Regions from separate parts of the Arabidopsis thaliana genome. Here region 1 is linked to region 2. A link is a contact called in public capture Hi-C data. All regions are on one chromosome and are shown on one strand. The core of a region is the stretch at or near the end of the contact, and the rest is flanking DNA. Distances in the headings are between cores, read along the strand shown. Region 1 holds the start of AT3G60415 (phosphoglycerate mutase family protein). Region 2 holds the start of AT3G60200.

Region 1 (2,754 bases), core at 249-2,748, 86 kb before region 2:
GACTGTTCTCTTGCTTATAGCAATGGTAATTTAAATACGTTCTGACAAATTCTTGTTGAACAACAATTTTGTGTTAGAAAAATTACAACCCTTTAGCTTTACATATTTTTGTAAAATTTGTGGAAGAAAAGGAAAATAACTGAACCATTATTCTTATATATTTTTTTTTATTGAAGCAACCCGTTAAACCAGATATTCACATATAAACCGGTTAAAGGGGAGATTGGCGGCTTACAACTACATGATCATGGACTGGGATTTTGGTGTACTTATAAGATACTCCATGACTAGTAACTACCTCAAATTTACCAAACCCATCACCATTCAAAATCTGCCTTCTCATTTCAACACTACCACAATAATCTACCACGTACTTAGTTGCGTCTTTGAAGTAGTTGTAAAATGCAACACTTACTGCTCCCCCTGCAATTTCCCATCCCAAAAAAAAAAACGAACTACAAGATTAGGAAAACATCAATTTTGGTTAAAAACTAAAAAAGCCATAACTGTTTTGCTTACAATGAGTGACTAAGAGCAAGTTCTCAGAAGGATACTTCTCCGCAAGAATCTTCACTGTCTTATAATATCGATCCTCAAAGGCTTGTGCAGATTCTCCCCATTCTGGCACCTAAACAGTACAAACAAGGAATCGAGAATTATCGAAATAAAGTTTAGATATAGTCACACAAAACAAAACATTAAGAACGAAGACACGACAAAACAAGTCATATAGAGCACCTCTTTATAAACCATATCCACATTAGAATCCACTGTTCCTTCAGGAAACATAGCTTCAAGATCTGAAATCTTGAAATCAAATTTCCCATCTTTGGGAGCAACTTCACTCTTAATAAAGATTGGGTGCGGTATCTCGGACAATCCAAATTCAATAGCCACCTAAAGCAGACGAGACAAGACATATATAAGCATAAAACATCTCAAATGCTTCAATCAAAATGATCAGCATGGTTATAAGAACAACATAACAGAATTTTGCTTAGAGAATCATTAAAAATTTCCATAGTCCACAATATATGTTTTTTTTTTTTATAACGTATGTATGACACGGACCAACACTAGCATAAAACCACTAGACTACAAACCCTGGTCTCAAAAAATATATAGAGAGATATTCTGACTGACCTTGATCTTAGTATTGTCGATGGAAAGCACGTCTTTAGATGACATAGCAATGGGATCGAAATCGACGGCTGAGAGGGCGGCAACGACTTCGGAAGCGGTCTGGATGCAGCGGAGGAAAGGGGAGACGAAGACACGGTGAATCGGAACCCCAAGTTGAGACCGGATTCTCTGACCAGTTCTAAAGGCCCGATCCTTACCGTCTTGAGCAAGCGGTGGATCCCACGGTCTCGCAGCTGTTGAAGTCCAGAGTGGCTCGAAATTGTCGAGTCGATCACCATGACGCATCAGGATGACATTTTGGTGGCCACCGATGATTGATTTAGCCGACTCCATTGCCTTTCTCGGTGTGATCTTTGTTACTAGAAGTGGGAGGTATTTATACATATATGCAAGCAATGAGATGTTGAGTTTTGTTTTTTTTACTATAAACTTTTGAAGGAAGTTAAAATTGCATTTCTTTTCCTCAGTAGGAAATTGCGAGGAAGCTTATCACACAAGAAAGTAACAAAATTCTTTTAAAACACGACTCATCATTGTTATTACTACGAAGTTTACATCTATATAAATCCAACGTGATAAGAATTAATACCAAAACCACTCGATATAGACGACTCTCTCTTCTTCTTCTTTCTTTTAGGTCAACTAGTTAGTACAAATCTCTTTCTACAATATGTAATTAATGCATGATACATAATACATAAAAGGACCAATATGTAAAATATACTAATGTAAATAATTAAGTACTAATAAGTAGTCCAAAAATACAAAATGGATAGAGGTCCAAACAATCAAAATTTGTTATTAATCCGTAATTTTTTGGTTTTACTGTGTACGGATAGTGCATGAAGAGTTGGATAAACCAAGGGACAAAGCGAGTGGAGGTGATGAATTGATGATGAATAGAGTGACACATCAAGCCTGTGGTCCTTGTATAAAGTCCAAATTATAATATTGACCGTTAAAGTCCAGATTATATTCTTTAATTTACTGGATCAGAGTTTGAACTTTGAACTTGGAAGTGGGGTTAAAATAACAATTTGTAAAAACGCTATCAAATTTGCAGGTAATTATATTTTCTTCTGTTACATGTTTGACCAAATTATCCGTCTTTTTTGCTCTATTTATTAATGAAAACTAGAATGATTTAATTTATGAAATTTAGTAATGGAATAAATAAATTATGTTGATAATTCTGATTTTATTTTTCCACCTTTACAAAAAGTCAGGCTATCCCACTAATCTTATTACACAAAGTGAATGAATTAAACAGAAAAAAAAAAATAGAGGCCGTATCAACACCTCACATCAGTGGTAACAAATAAGACGACTGGATCAGAAAACTAGTTTGATTCACATTTTATACTGCCGACAGTTAGGACTTAAGACCGTATCTGAAGTTGAAGTTGAATTCGGCTCTTGAAACCGACGAGCCAGTAATGAAGCCAAAACTTGAAGAAACGAATCATTCGCAGTTCTGCATCATCACAGTACAGATAGAGACATGAGAAAGTGAAGGTTTATTATACAAAGTGAGTCCATTTTATCTAAGTCTAGACCTCGAAATCATAGCAACTTCAGAGTTCACATCCTCACTCTACACCAAATCAGGAT
Region 2 (2,700 bases), core at 113-2,612:
ACCAAAATAAAAAAACTCAACGGCGGCGATCAACTCTACCTAAATCCACAAGCTTCTTCGATCTATTTGCACAAAACGACGCCGCTGCTGATATATGAGGCTTTTCCGGCACCGCCGTTACCTCCCCAGAATTACCAAACTCCGATGGAAATCTCATTTTCCGTTTAAACGGACAGTTAGGACTAGCTCTCACCAACGGACTCAAACAAAAAGCCATCCCCGACATGCTCTTCCCTATCCCCATCGCAATCTTCCTCCTTCCCGGAGTTTTCGTCGCCGGAGTTCTCCTCAATTCCTCGATTGATTCCGCCGACTGCTCCGGTTCCGTATCTCTTACAGGTGACATTCCTCTACAGTATATACGTTGAGGTCTACGCGCAGCGATAACGTCTTCGATGTAACACGCGGTGGTTGGTTGCTTTTTACGTCGACCGGTGGAGAGAATCGTCGAGATCCATGAACGTGAAGAGGAAGAAGAAGATGAAATCTCAGACGCGTCGCATGAGGAGAATCTAGGATTGTTGGATTTGGGATTGGTATCGAAATCTTCAGATCTAGCTCTGAATAGATTCGAGAATCTAGATACTTTTTTACCTTGTTTTGATTTATTTGATCGATTCGATTCGAAATCTTTGCATGAATATCCGACGAGATCTATCTGTGGCGTGGTAATGAATCTCCGATTAGAAGAAACTAAAGGATCTCCTCCACCGGCTCCGGCGTCGGATTTTCTACGGGTAACGTAAGGAGAAACAGAGCGAGGGAAAATCAAAAGCGGAGGATGATTATTGTTATTAGATTTCTTTGATTGATTATCTTCTACGGCGGCTGATACGGCGGCGGAAGCGGCGAGAGAGAGGAGACGTTCACGGAGGCAAGAAGCGCAAACGCCGTTGCTGCTGCTGAGATCGACGGTGTGTCTTTTACACCTCATCGGAGGAGAATTGAAGATAAAAGAAAAAGCTTTGATTTTTTTCGAAAGGAAGCTTTTTTTTTTTTGGGTTGGGCCGAGAGTTTCGGTGGTTATAGTGATGTGACAACCTGTAAAGATGAAGGAAGAAGAAAAGATCTGGTGGTAAAGATTTTGTCTTCTTCTCCTAAGATCTCTGTTTTGAGATAGGCTTAGAGAGAGAGAGATAGCATTCTATGTCGGAAAACCAAAAAAAAAGATAGATGAGAGAGAGAAACTAATTTATTTATCTAATGGAGATTTGTAAGCACAACATTTTGACAGATCATTTTATCACTAACCATTTCTTTAATGCAAAATTTAATTATGCGATGGTTAGTGATTCAATTGCAATTTTTGGTTCGTAATTTTGCCAACTTACAAAAAATTGATCTAACGCGCCATTATAGTTTCATAGTTGTAGAAGATAAAATCTAGTTATGGTTGACCTTTCTTTAATTCAATATACGGACCAATACCATTGGATTTGAATGGGATGTGTAGTGATTACCTCAGCCACTGACTTGAAACAATGATATAACTGTATAAATAAATAAAAAACCTAAAAGAGAAGCATGTGACGTTGGATGGTAAAAGCCGACAAGTATTAGGTGAAGACGAGCCATCGTCGTTTTCCACATATCTCACACGAATGTTCGTCCGTTTCTTCTACATATTGCCACGTGGTTTTCATATTTCATCAATAGGCCTTAACTTCATTATTGGGCTTTTAAAGCCTTCCTAAAGTCTCCTTGTCTATTGGGCCTGTCATGTGATAATCAATGATGTAATAAATAACGACAACCTATACTTAGTTTTTGCTTCTTCTTAGTTTGAATATGTTATGTTAGTTTGGTTATTTCAGTCATTTAGTTTGGTTTGGTTGATAACTAAATCATGATGTTGAGAGAAACTCATTGTTTTTGTGTTTATGTCTATGTTTATTGTGAAGAATGATTCATTATTTACCAAGTACTAAGAAATTCAAAATTTTCTAGAAATATTATTTTATGTTTGTGATTTCTAAAATAAAATCTAAAATAATTCAGACTGGATAACACAAAACCCATAAAAACTAGAGAACCGCTTGTATACATATAGCCTCCTACCCTCTTCCTGGACCTAACTTTATTATTGGGTCCTTTTAAAAGTCTTCTATATCTATTGGGCCTTCTAAACAATGTTGATTGTTGTTTCTAGACTTATTATTTTGTATTTGTGTGAGGGGTCCATGTGGAATTTCAAAATTCGAAAATTCAAACAGGTTACAAATATCTCAAATTAAAGGGACACAAATCTTATCTTCATTATTTTAGATTTGACCGTCTAGAAAAGTAAGAACCAGACCGTACCGAACCAAAACGAACCAGAGCCAGACGACTCCTTAACGGCGGCTAAGCTATCTGTAAACCGACCGAACCACACAGCCACAGGCACACAAATCAAACCTTCTAGAAATCAAAGAGAGACATTTATTCTCTAAATTCATTTTCCTATTTTGCCCCTACGAATATTTTTCTTCTTCGTCTCTCTCTCTCAGCTCTTGAAGTCTTTGGTCTGTTGGCGAATTTTCAAGCAGCTTTCTAATTCTGAACTGAAAATTTCGTCTTTGGAACTTTATATTCTCTCATCTGAAACTGAAGGAGAAGGAAGATGACGACTATGGAGAGTTTGATTGGGTTAGTTAATAGGATACAGAGAGCATGTACCGTACTCGGTGACTATGGTGGTGGAACTGGAAGTAACGCTTT

Evidence for each region. Capture Hi-C pulls out chosen DNA fragments and counts their contacts.
Region 1: a contact with region 2 is called in a capture Hi-C map of shoot, with 2.6 times the contacts expected there. A contact is called at or near these places in 2 of 26 Hi-C or Micro-C datasets (root and rosette leaf) and 1 of 3 other capture datasets (shoot).

Annotation. Positions count from the first base shown.
Region 1 is chr3:22,333,168-22,335,921 of TAIR10.1, reverse strand. It overlaps AT3G60415 (phosphoglycerate mutase family protein), which reads right to left and starts at 1,498. Exons shown (of 4, transcript NM_115906.4): 1 at 1,144-1,498; 2 at 739-897; 3 at 520-628; 4 at 64-423. The coding sequence starts at 1,476. The coding sequence ends at 212. It overlaps AT3G60410 (hypothetical protein (DUF1639)), which reads right to left. Exons shown (of 4, transcript NM_115905.4): 4 at 2,270-2,617.
Region 2 is chr3:22,247,554-22,250,253 of TAIR10.1, reverse strand. AT3G60200 reads right to left here and starts at 1,362. Exons shown (of 1, transcript NM_115883.4): 1 at 1-1,362. The coding sequence starts at 934. The coding sequence ends at 17. It overlaps DL1E (DYNAMIN-like 1E), which reads left to right and starts at 2,278. Exons shown (of 15, transcript NM_115882.4): 1 at 2,278-2,700. The coding sequence starts at 2,603.